Linked DNA regions of Mus musculus: region 1 is linked to region 2. The links are chromatin contacts, called in public Hi-C maps. All regions are on one chromosome and are shown on one strand. Each heading gives the region's core, a stretch centred on a gene start, on an enhancer-like site or on the middle of the called end of the contact. The rest is flanking DNA. Distances are from core to core; before and after follow the strand shown. Region 1 has its middle 48 kb from the start of Lig4. Region 2 overlaps Fam155a (family with sequence similarity 155, member A).

Region 1 (6,735 bases), core at 3,544-6,043, 470 kb after region 2:
AATGCCCCTACCAGCTATGAACTAAGGTTTTAAACATGTGAGCCGATGGGAGCCAACACATATGTAGACTAATTACTGAATATAAAACACTAAATAACATGGTATAAAAAGAAAAAGAAATATGACACTGTGCCAACTAGGGTTGGAAGAAACTCGGTGACATATTACAGACATCATGTCCATTGACCATAGAGTAATAATCACCCCTAACTCTTGTCATTGGCAAAGGACATGTGACAGAGTCTGGGCCATGAATTGTGAATGGAAGTTACCTGTGTCATGAACAGGAGGAGACAGGAAAAAAAGTCATTGTCAAGTTCTCTAGTTTTAACTTACAATCACTAAGGCAACCAAGGCATCATAGGACTACAATAGTCCAAACCCAAGACCAAAGCATCCCAGGCTGTGGCCCCACTTCATGGTGATGTGGGGTTAGAATAATACAGTAGGCACAGAGACCTAAGGCAGGCTCCCATAGTTGGTTACTTCTTGTTCCCAGAAGACTGAGGAGAATCAACGGGCAGGCACAGGGTCAATACCTAGACATGGCGATAAACACAAGGAGAAGTCCCAAGGACCCTTTTATACAGAGAAACCCTGTCTCGGAAAAAAAAAAAAATACCCAAGCTAGCCTGCATCGAAAGGACTTCCAGTCTTAGGCTTCTCACATGCTGACAGTATAAAGTTTCCCTTTCTCTGTAACTTGCTCTTCCATCTTTCTAGATGTTCTTTCTTTGTGCCAGGGAACAAACTCAGGAATCCCTTAGACCACTACCATTATCTGCCTTGCAGGAATGGTGCTAGGGATTTGCCTTGCTACCTACTAGATGTTTCCTGACCAAGTGTGAACATTTGGTGCACACGTAGAAACATCGAAGTGAACACCAATGGCAGATACAATTAACACCATATCCATAAAACAGATAGCTGTGGAGTAAGGCATTAACTTGTGTTGAGCTTAGGTCATCAGCAATAAGCTTTACCCCAGCCTTATCCAGCTCATCTCTCATTAACAGTCTAAATTCAGTGAACCCATGAACCCCTTTAGTACCCAGCTCACCTATAGATATTCTAACCTCCTTACACCTCAAAAATCAAGGCTCTTTATCTGTGCACCTGCTATCACCACACTGTTCCCTGGAAGCCTTCCAAGCAACCACTGCTTATACATGCTGTCTTCTAATGTGCACCTACAGCCATGAGTTCCTGAACCTAGAACAGGCTGTTTCTGCTCATCTGCTATTTGCAAATCACCAAAACAGATTAATACTGAAATTGTCTGTTTATGAAATCTGCCACCTCCACTGGGTTATAAGATATTTGAATTATTTCTGATATTTGTAATATGTATATATAATAAATCAGGAGATAATCTGAGGTTATTAAATGTAAGAATATATTAAAGATGGGTAGGCTGTGCATTTTGTCCTTTGATTTTAATTCTGCCCCCACAGCATCTTGCTTAGTTCCAGTGGACAGCAGGACTTTCATATATTAACACATTTGACATGAATAATGAGCTGTATTATAATAGGGTAAAATTATATGAATAATTAAAGTTTCAGTCAAGGTCTATAATAGAGAACATGGCTTTCTTCCACTTAGAAAGGGCACAGAATACTTGCTAAATGGCAAGACTGACGACTTGTTAATACCCTAGGAAAAGTGTGGCCATTAACACTTGTCTATTTTGCCTCCCATGGAAGGTCTGTGTCCACTGAGCCTTAATATGTTGGCTCATGAAATCCAATTCTCTTGTTGCTTTGTGTTTACTTATTAGATGTTCATTAGCACTGATAGCCACAAGTCTGGTTTGATGATCCACACGATGGAAGGCGTAGTTCCTTCTCTAAAACTGTAGAATCTTAGAGAGAGAGAATAGGGGTGACTTCATGAGTATGTATAGAACAAATAAAATGTGTCCTTACTGGAGGCTGAAAGCCAAGGCAAAGACTGACACTTCCACTCCATTAAATAGCAATACTCTAATGGTCAGAGGAGAATGTCTCCTAAAAATAAATGCCTAAAATAATGATTATTATTGGTGAAGTCCTAAGATCATAAGACATAATAAATGTTGGAAATAGGATTGAATAAAGTCACTGAAGCAGGGGACCTGTGTGCCAACACATTACCCTTGTGTTAGCTGGAATTTGACATAACAGGATAATCTCTTCTCTAAGTATAATTTATAGACCTCAGAATCCATTTACAGAAAATCTATAAAGTTCCCTCCAGGTTACAGTGATAGATAACTATTACTAAGGAAACCAAGGAGTGTTTCCCACACTGACCTCTCACTCCACATTTTCCCCACATTGTACTTCTGGAGTACACATTTCTTGAGGCTGATCGGTGTAAGCACCCACACTGAAGTGCATACCATAAGTGAGAAGTCTCTACAGATCAGTCATGTCAAAGGAAAAACAGGGTCTTAAGAGATGAATTTTAAACTGTAGTCACTTTGATTTCCTATCTAAAGGCAGTTTTTTTTTCATCCAAGGACTAAACTGCATGATGTTTATGGTAAAGGGTCATGCATGGCCTGTCCTCGGGTATCATTCACCCAGATACTCTATGCTTTAAAGGAACCTTTATATTTGGGACAATAGCCTTGTAGAAGCTTGTGGCACAGTTAGTGCCTAGTGTCTACCTTGAAATAGCAGATATTCTTTAACATCTGGAGTGTGTGGTCACTTGCTTATGAGAGTGTATTGCTTTGCAATATTATCACAATCTATCATGATTATCTCTCAGACTTGTGGCCTTGAGCTAGGTGCTCTGTATCTGGCTCCTTTATCTGATTTCTGTAAATGACCCACAGTCAGGACTCCACGTGGTTAAAAGGTATCACTGCAAGAGAATCTAAATTTATCTAGTTGAGACAGAACTCACTGAGGACACAGAAAAAAGAAAGCATACACATAAATAAACTTAACTAACAAATAAATAAATTAGAACTTAAGTGAAAGTGACAGTTTATATAATACTTGGTGATACATAATGGAATTGAAATCTTTCTGAGGAATCAACAACTTGGAGGTGACAGAAAGGACACATATTTCCAGAACGGCGTCCCTCTTTTACTTTCACTTCAGCATTTCAAAAAGTAAGCACCTTAAAAATGCGTCCCCCATGGAAGGATGTAAATGCCACATGGCAGAATGTCATCCTCATTCTGCATAGCCTATGGTTGGATTATTCTGACTCAAATGGAACTTCCCTCAATGTGCTGGAAAGGTATGAAGGCGTAACTTTCAAACAGACCAATGAAGAGAATCTTGTGCAATCAAAAAACACTGATGAGTGAGCATACATTCAGTGCTGCTGTGTAGTCTAGGTGTGTGCATGTGCACACATGAGTGTATGCATGGGTGTGCATATGCATGCGTGTGCACACACATACATGTGCATGTTTGTGTGTGTGTGTGTGTTTATTTAATTCTACTGGAATGGATATTGTGCCTGTATGCAGGTCTGTGCATCTCATAAACGCCTGCTGCTCATGAAGGGTATTCTTCTAGAGTGTGGAATTCTCTGAAACTGGAGATCGTGAGCCATCATGTGGATGCTAGGAATTGATCCAAACTTCCCTGAAAGAGCAACAAGTGCTCCTAACCACTGAGCAATCTCTCTAGCTTCTGGGGCGGTTTTTTTTTTTTTTTTTAATTTGAAATTGTAAGGAGAACGTTCATAGAAAAAAAAAAAAGTAACATTGTACCACCTAAGAAATGATTGTTAAAATAAAAAGGAAAAACAGTCAGTAAACAAATAAAACAAAAATGATTCCCATGTGAAAAAAAAAAGGTTATAAGGGACCTAACACAACATAAAGAAAGGAGTCTAATGAAGGGCAATGGGAATATTGAACAAATCACATAAAACAGAGCATCCCCTGGATCCTCAGTATCCAGCGGATCAGCAGAGGTCCTGGGGCCTGCGAGATGCTCGGCAGGTAAAGAGATGTGCTGCCAAGCCCAGCGCGCGGAGTTACACACACACACACACACACACACACACACACACACACATGCACACGCACACGCACACACACACACACGCGCGCACACACACACACGTACAAAAACATAGATCTCAGCCCTGGTAGTCATCTCCTTTCTGGAGCTATGAAATGGGGGCATTGGAGCCTGGGGAGGCTAAGGAAAGTCTCCAGCTATGTGAAGATGGGTTGGGACAGTCACGGAGCATGGAGAGTAATGCCAGGGACAGCCTGAAACAAACACCAGGTAGGGTGAAGCCCTGGGAATGACACAGCCTGGGTGCACTAGAGCCAGGACCTGAGGCTCCTCCATGCCACACTTCTACCCATCAAATCCAATACTGCCTTCAAGTGAGTCTTCCTTAACTTAAAATACAAAATATTCTAAGGAATGCGCATGAAAGCCGATATTTTCTCAAACCATTTCCTTTTTTTTCTCTCTTTTTTAAAAAAAAATATCTTACAGACTGCTTTAGAGTCATCCACAGACAGCTCCAAATTATGGAAATCCGCAGTTATAAAACAGGAAGAAACTCCTCTACTTATAAATAATTCATGATGGGACTCCACTGCATTATAATCTACCCCGGTATATTTTAAGTGGAAACTGAGTTATAAACGATGTCTATTCTCTTAATGTACTAGCCTTTGACTCTGAGGATCCCACAGTGAGTGAAGTTTTTTTATATGAATTGTCTCCCTCAATCTAGGAAAGCGAACACAGCTGGTGTGGGCCAGGAGGATGCTTTTAGGAGCTGACGTCCATCCTCAGCCAGATGACACTAATACTGGCTGGCTTTGCCGTCTTCCACAGTCATGCCGGTGGCATATGTCCAGGGTACCACTCACTTGTCACCCTGTCTCCTACACTGCAAACCCCACACACTGTCTGGCGACCACACAGGTTCTGCAGCCTCGCTGCCAAGTGAGTTTTGGACTTCTCGGGAGACAGATTGAGCTTAAAAGTGCCCACACGTACTGAAGCTACAACATTTGGGAGGGAATTTAAACACGTGGAGTCTTTGGTTTAACATGAGAAAGTGGGAATAATAAACACCCACATGCTCTAAGTGGTGAACAAGAAGACTCTCTGCATCCGATTACTATTCTATAGCCCTGTCTGAGCCGCATCAGTCCTTCTTTTCCCCTATTCTGCTAATTTATAAGCCTGATCATCTATTTCCCAAGTGTAAAATCTCTCAAGGACTCCTTAAAGAATACAGATTAGTCCTTGGATCAGGGTTTTCAAGCCTGTGCATGCCCTGGCCTAACCCCTGACTCACTTCTGCTCTCTTGGCCATCTAGAAATGTCAGATGCACCCATGGCTACAAAGCACAGATCCCAACTTAAACAGCCCAATATTTCCTAAATACAACTGAACTTCAGTACCCAGGCACTGTTCTCAGAGTGCATACATAGGCTACTTCCTCTGTCCCCTCTGATTGATGTAAATCTTCTCAAAGCCCCAGCTTGGTTTTGCAATTCAGGACTGTCATTTTCAAGAAACACGGAGTCATCCTTTGAAATGTGAGCATCAGGAAAGCAGCCCTGCATCTATCAATGCCTCTTTAACATGCCCTTCTATGTTTACCACAGACCCCCGGAGTATGTTTTAAAAATAAGATACAGAACAGTTTAGTATAATAGTTGCAGAAACACAAAAAACAAAGGCAAAAGATGCAAGATGAATTCATGAGTATTGAGAACTGTATTAGTTTCTTCTGTATCGTTGTGATCAAAACACCAAATGAGAACACTTTATCAAAAAGTGATTTCCGCAGTGTCTCACAAGCAGCTATGGCAGCTTGGACTCATGCACTTGAGCAAAATGCAATGGTGGCATGTGTGCAAAAAAGAAGCAGCCCTCTACCTCATGGAGGACAGAAGGCAGAAAGAGGAAAGATGGGCCATGTGTGAGCTCTGCAATTATCTCTACCAGTCACCTACTTCCTCCAGGTAAGAACTTATATTAGCAAGGATTTTCTAGAGAAACAATTTATAGAGTAGATATATAGATAGATATATAGATAGATAGATAGATAGATACATTAATAATTCGTAGATACATGGCTACCTAGATGATTTAGATTAGATAGAGATAAAGGATTTATTAGAATGGCTTACAGGTTTTGGTCCAGCTAGTCGAACAATGGCTGCCAAACAATGGAAGGACCAAGTATTCAAGGCTGGATGGCTTTCCTGGTTTTTAGTATCCATCAGAATCCCAAAGAAGTAAGCTTTAATGCTAGTGAAGGAATGGAGTTGCTGGCCAGAGTGAGGGCAAACAGGCAAAGAGAAAGAAAGCAGGCTTCTTTCTTTTAATCTCCTTTATATAGGCTTCTAGCAGAAGGTATAGTTCAGATCAAAGATGGATCTTCACAACTCAAAGATGTAGATAAGAAGTGGATCTCCCCACTTCAAATGACTTAATGAAGAAAAAAAATCTCTCACAGGTTCACCCAGCCATTTCGGTTTTAGTTAATTCCAGGTGTAGTCAAGTTGACAACCAAAAACATCCATCATGGGGTCCACCTCCTTAAGCTTCACCATCTCCCTCAATAGTGCCAGCAGCAAAAGGGCAGCTGCCTCACACATGAGCCAGAGTGGGAATTGTAGGCAAACCACAGGCAAAGGTCTGGGGACATGTCACAAGGGAAAAATGTACTTATTCAAACTTCATAGGTCTTGAATCTGGGTGGAATCTTCCAGGAGTCTGATAGTAAATTACCCAGAT
Region 2 (6,812 bases), core at 252-2,751:
CTTCGTTCTTTCCCTGCTTTAGGAAGTGGCAGGTCCCGTGGGAGGATAGATGGAAGCATCTGAGGACTTGCTAAGCCAGGGAGAAGTTTGGACTTGTAGGAAGAACTCAAGCTAAAAATGGAGCAGCCGGTCAAAGCTGTCTGTCCTTCCTTCACTTCTTCAAGAACTGTACAGAGGAAATGAAGAGAAAGGGTCCCCATACACCCGTGCTCCAGGAACTAACACTGCAGACAACCATAGACCTCTGCTGTCTACAGAAAGTTCCAAAGGACACACGCTAATGAGCTTCACTAATCATCCATTATCCGTCATTCATTTATTTTCCACAGTTGCTTCCCTGAGAGATCCAAAGCCTGTTCTCTTTACCTTGTCACTTCTCTGAAAAGGTGCAGGAGATGCTCTCTCAAAACCAGAATTTAACATCACCTCCTTGACAGCCACTCATTCTGTCAATGTCTCCTGGCATTGGTGTGTTTTCCTCTTGTTAATTGGCCTTTGCACCTAGGAAAAGGTTTGAAACTAAGAGCCTACAGTGTTAAGGGAAGACATATAATAGTGTATATGTATTATACACTATCCACTGTGGCAGTTTGGAAGAAGATTGGAAGTTGATTTTGTGTGCTGAATCCTGCTTTTTCGTTCAGGGTGTAAGATATATCCTTACTATGACATAACAAGTTGAACTTCAGATGCAAACCCTGGTTTGTCTGATGTAAAGCCTGCATTCTTACCCAACCCTCTTAGCTTTCAACTCCAGTATAACCAAATCACCGGCTAGATGATAAGATATAAAGAAGCAGAAGTTGTCAGGCTTAGACATCATAGTCCTTCGGTAGGTAATACATATTGTCTTCATAGTTCAGCAGTTCTAAACAATGGGGGCTTTAGTGTATGTTTCCTGTGGATGGTGCAGACGTAGCCCCGAGTACGGAAAGATCATTGCTAGGTGCTCCAGGGACAGGTAACACCTGCTGTCCGGGGTTCATAAGCTTGTTGTTAAAGTGTCTCTCTGAGTGACATTTTGCTCATTTGCAACATTTTAGAAGTAGACACTCATCTCTGAACAGAAACTTGGCTCGCACGTATAAAATAAGTACAGTTTGACCACCACAGAAACCACTCCCAATGAAGAGACAACCTTTTTAGGCATGAAAAGTGTTTTGAGGAGAAGATGATTTGAGTTAGGGAATGAATAGACATCATTAGCAACTTATCTTTGGAATCAATATAATACATTATACATTAAACAGTACAAGAGAACGTATGATGCCATACACCACGGAAGGCAGAATGTATGAGCACTAACCCATTTAGTCCTTATGAAGGCTCACGTGGCAGTTACTGCTGTGACTTAAACAATGGGAATGGGAGCAGAGTATAAAGCAGAGAAACTTGCCTGAGATCTGATAAATGTGTTATCAACAAGGACTAGCTTGAAACCATCTCCATCCACTGCAACGCTCTCAATCCCAGCTGTCACAATTATCACTAATAACACAGTGTTGTTACACAGACTTGTTGTGACACAGCCACTGAGAGGGTGTGACACAACCCAGTTCTGGACACAGTACAGTGGGATCTTGCTTCATCTCCTCACCATCTGCTGAGCCCTGGGAGCTTCTCATATCCAATGCTGGACAGCTACTCTTTGGAACCTAGCAGTGGAAATGGTCCCTCTGCTCTCACTGTGTGAAGACAGACTAGGAAGAAGAAATAACTCCAGGTCTTTAAGACTGAAAGAAAAAGTAGCCCCACTTATTTAGAAGGAATGGTACCCTTGGCATGGTCTGTGGTATAAAAGGAACCGAGAAAGCCTCACAGGAAGGACAATGAATGGGATATTTTGGGCTAAGTGGAATGTGATAAAAAGCGTGACACATTTTCAGGATGGCCCAACCCAGGTGGTTCTGGCAATAAAGTGAAAATATTCTTTCTGAAGCTGTTGGGCATTGCCTGCGGGGTTTTAAGGGGTGGCGGGGGGGGGGGGGGAGAGGCTTGACAGAGCTCTTGTAAAATGGATGAGTCACAAGGGCTTTGTTAACCTGCAGAATTTTAGGGGGAAAAAAACCTCTTGGTGGCGCTCTTGTGAAATGACTTGGGCATAGAGGCTCTGACTTTGGAAATGGAACCATCTCCTGGAGGATTAAATCCTCAGAGGTGCTACTGGGAAGCTGTGGAGACCTGTGTTGCTCCAGGTTGAAGGGAGCCTGCCACCAAAGGTATGTTCCCTCTGCTTCCTTCCCCTCCCCTGTCTTTCCTATCCTTCCTATCTGTCTGTCTGTCTGCCTATCATCATCTATCTATCATCTATCTATATACTTATCATAATCTGTCATCTATTTATCATCTACTTATTTCTATTATTTATTATCTATCAATCATCTTCTGTCTTTTCTCCTCTCTCTCTCTCTCTCTCTCTCTCTCTCTCTCTCTCTCTCTCTCTCTCTCATCTCTATCTTTTCTTGACCACCACAATCTCATGAACTTTAATCCATAATGTCCTTTGTAGAAGTTCTGCCTTGACACAAGCCCACAGCAAGGAGGAGGTAGCCAATCATGGGATAAAACTTACAAAACCAGGAACCCAAAGGCCTCCCACCCCATCAAGTCTTCTTCTTCAGGTGCTTCGTCTCACTGATACAAAAGCAAAAGCAAAACCAACCAACCAAACAACAACAACAACAACAAATACCCAATCTAGATATTTTCTCTAAATCCACATAGCACACAATGAACAAGGGAGTTTCATTTTATTTGACAAACGAACTGAGCTTTTCATGAATTGATTAAAATGTCCTGCTTTCATAAGCAGCTTCCAGATACGATGAAATAAAAAAAAAAAAACAATTTAAGAAATATTGTGTGCACAGCAATCCCATTTTAGAAATACACATCATGATTGTGCCCACTCTCATCACAACAGGTTAAACCAGAACGAGTTTGATACTGTTCCTAATCTTCACTTTTGGATGTTTTAGTTTTTTAAGTGTATGAATATTCAGCCTGCATGTGTGTATGTATGTGTACCATGCGAGTGCAGTGCCTTCAGAGGCCAGAACAGTCCATCGGATCTCCTGGAGCTGAGAACTGAACCTGGATCATCTAGAAGAGTAGTAAGCACTTTTCACCACTGAGCCATCTCCCCGGAACCTACTCCTACTCATCAATCAAGCAATGGCCACCGTGACTCCTGACTAACCATGAGGCCATTTGCTGAAGCGTTCTCCAGGTAAAGAGGCAACTTCGTGTTCTAACTGCAAGACTCAATATGAATCATGCAGTAAACCCTAGATTTAAGATGCTGAAAATTTAATTATTTTAGATGAACTTTGAAGGTTTTACAACGAAAGGGTCTCATGAGGATTAGGATAATGTGTATCTGTGTATAGCCTATGGCATTCTTCCATGGCTGTGAAATACATAGGAAGAGATTCTTTTTTGTTTTGTTTTGTTTGTTTGTTTTTTGTTTTTGTTTGTTTTTTTTCCTTTTTTTTTTTTTAATTACTGTGAGCATCCACTTCTGTATTTGTCAGGCACTGGCATAACCTCATACGAGACAGCTATATCAGGATCCCTTCAGCAAAATCTTGCTGGCATATGCAATAGTGTCTGGGTTTGGTGGCTGATTATGGGATGGATCTCTGGACAGCAGATGCTGGCGAGGATGTGGAGAAAGAGGAACACTCCTCCATTGCTGGTGGGATTGCAAGCTTGTACAACTACTCTGGAAGTCAGTCTGGCAGTTCCTCAGAAAACTGCACATAGTACCACTAGAAGATCCAGCAATACCTCTCCTGGGCATATACCAAGGTATTCCAACTGGTAATAAGAACACTATAGTAATGCTCCACTATGTTCATAGCAGCCTTATTTATAATAACCAGAAGCTGGAAAGAACCCAGATGCCCCTCAACAGAGGAATGGATTCAGAAAATGTGGTACAATTAAACAATGGAGTACTACTCAGCTATTAAAAACAGCGAATTTATGAAATTCTTGGGCAAATGGATGTATCTGGAGGATATCATCCTTAATGAGGTAACCCAATCACAAAAGAAGTCATTAGATATGCACTCACTGATAAATGGATATTAGCCCAGAAACTTAGAACACCCAAGATATAATTAGCAAAACACAAGAAAATCAAGAAGAGAGAAGACCAATGTGTGGATACTTCATTCCTCCTTAGAATAAGGAACAAAATACCCATGAAAGGAGTTACAGAGACAAAGATGGGAGGTAAGATGAAAGGGTGGACCATCCAGAGGACATTCTTAACTGTTCCTATTTCTTAAATATTTTAATTACTTTTAATATTTTAATTAAAGTAATTTAAAATTTTAATTTTAATTTAAATTTTTAATATTTAGGTAAACTTGTATATTATGTATATAGTATATATGTTTAAGTATGTATGTCTGTATGTTTGTGTATATAATGTATGTATGTGTGTATGTTCATGTACATTTATGTATGTATTTTGGTAAATGTGTATAGTGTGTGTATGTTTATGTATGTTTATATTGTACTGCTCTTTGATCTTATTTAGGGGAATGTGTGTTCTATTTAGTATAAAACATGTTCAAAGTATATTTTCAAAACCTATCATAACTTTTTGCAAGTTAGGTAAGATATATTTAAAACTTAAGAGAGGAAAAAAAGACTTACTCAAGTAAAGAATGGCCAACAATGCCTGAGGTCAACCCCTCCTGTATTGCTGTGGTTGATTTCTATAAGTTTAAAATGAAGCTAAGACTTAGTGCCCATTCAAGAGCACAGTTTGGACTTTGGGGAACATTATTTGTTCAAGAGAGATCCAGGAATCTTATGCAGAAATCAGCACAAAGTACAAATTGAGGCTAGGCGGTGTGCTTCAGTCTTCAAATGCAGGGAAAGGTTTAAAAAAAATGGTTGTTTATGATGATGGATGGAGGGTTTCCAGAACTTTTGGCTTTTGCTTGTTTTCATGTTAGAGAATCAAATACTGGCACAGGAAGAAGAAAAGAAAGCTGTTTTAGTTGATAAGCTAAATTATTTTCTAGTAAGTATGAGGTAGACAGGTTTCTTGGGCCAAGCCTTGGCTGTAGCTACATCTAATTGTTTATTGTTTGTCTTTTTTTTTTTCTTTTTTTTTTTTGCTACTTAAAGGTTCAGGTGTTAGAATTAGGGGACCTAGGCTTAAGCAAGGGTAGGGGCAGTATTCCTGAAACTGTTGAGAAGAAATTTGAGGTTCTCATGTACGCACTCTTGGAGAAATGGGGTGTCTAACTGCACTTGGAAATGTGGCATCTTCATCATGTTCTCATACCAGTCGGTGTTTACAGGTGGCAATGCATGCCGGAAAATTTGTATGCTATTTAGGGCTTTCAAGTTCCAAAGAACAAGCATGGCTTTCTTGAAGCTTTCAGTGCAGGGGAAACAGAACTGAGAGGCAGCCTCTTTTGGATGAATTCAATTGTGTTAGAAAGCGATGGCAGCATCGAGGAGGCAATGGGAGATGTTGTGCAGTAGGTATTGGTCCATGCCCAGAGGGGTCTTTCCTGTCTATTGCTAAAGAACTGAGAATTTCTGTGGGTATATGTAGGCTGTACATTTACTTATTTGGGGGACTCACCAGGAATGCTGGTTTTTAGGTAAAGTACCCTAAACAAATCTGAGAACAGTTCCATTCCATAGTCCTTCATTTAGGAAAGTGAATGTGAAGTATATTTATGCAATGTGAAAAAAACAAGAATGATTTCTGAGAGAATAGGCTAGGAGAACCTAGAGGAAGACACAGTCAGAGCATCCCATGTGGGGAAAGAAATTGAGATGCGTGAAAGAAAACTACAATAATGTGAGTAGACATTTGAAGTAGTGATCAGGCCTTCGGGTAGAAGCTCCAGTGTGTGGGACTCATGGGGTGCCTGGAGGACAGCTTTGGGTCTATCCAGTCGTGTCTTGTGAGAAGCACTTACAGCTGATAGTAAGGAAAAGAAAACCAGTGTTTGTGTCAGTTTTCAGCTAGTATATCTGTGCCTCTCAAGGGTGAATAGAAATGTCTCTGGCATTAATTCCAATCCTTTCGATCCTGAGATATCCATGGTGAGCCATGTTAGCACATGATGCTGATTAGTGAGACCACAGCAGAGAGACAGAGAAAGAAGAGAGAGATTAATGGACTCAATGAAGCAACTTACAACTCACAAAGCCTCAACTTACAACTCACTGGGGTCTGGTCTAATAGCTCCTATGGGATATTTTGCAATGATCATAGCAAGCAGGCTGGGTCTTTCCCATTTCCTATCACTAGGGATAACTGTGAGTTGTTGTGTTGCCTTTGACACAGACAGGGAACATTGCAGAAGGTCTCTGTGCTGTACTCTTTACAGGTAATTTCACATCAAGCATTTCATTACATTTAACCTGCATGGACCAACCAATAGAGCAAATGCAAAGTTAACCTTTCACTCAAATGTCTTCTTCATGTAACCAAGAGGAAGAGGGTTACAGCAAGGAAGCATTCTGGGAAACTGTCTTCTGGATTCTTTCGGATTAACTTCTAGTTAATCCAAATACAGAAACCCTGTTAAGCCATAGTTTGAGAGCAGGCACTTTGACACACATAATAGACTGTTTGACACTGCCAACAGGAGCTGAGCATTTGCTCACAGGGACTGTGGTTTTAAGTAGGGCAAGCGATGTGAAGATGGACTGAGAATCTCCTTTAGCTCCTCATAGTCAGGGACAGCCCCACCCACACTTTTGAAATTGCTTTGGACAGGTCAACTGCACTTCCATGCTTATAGAAGTGGCATGACAAACCAACAACA

Evidence for each region. Hi-C and Micro-C count contacts between places; a contact is called where the count stands out from the background.
Region 1: a Hi-C map of cerebellum shows a contact between it and region 2, with 2.7 times the contacts expected there. The contact joins two enhancer-like sites. A contact is called at or near these places in 7 of 484 Hi-C or Micro-C datasets (cerebellar granule neurons, cerebellum, cerebral cortex and 2 more).

The regions. Positions count from the first base shown.
Region 1 is chr8:9,925,413-9,932,147 of GRCm38.p6, forward strand. No RefSeq gene overlaps it. Among named protein-coding and RNA genes, the nearest start is that of Lig4, 48 kb to the right of the region's middle. Within about 2 kb of position 4,794, at least 16 of the 459 cell types and tissues checked have an H3K27ac peak or open chromatin away from gene starts, as enhancers often do. A contact at or near this core is called in cerebellum, where this site is marked.
Region 2 is chr8:9,459,285-9,466,096 of GRCm38.p6, forward strand. All of the region lies in intron 1 of Fam155a (family with sequence similarity 155, member A), which reads right to left. Among named protein-coding and RNA genes, the nearest start is that of Gm39128, 300 kb to the left of the region's middle. Within about 2 kb of position 1,502, at least 7 of the 459 cell types and tissues checked have an H3K27ac peak or open chromatin away from gene starts, as enhancers often do. A contact at or near this core is called in cerebellum, where this site is marked.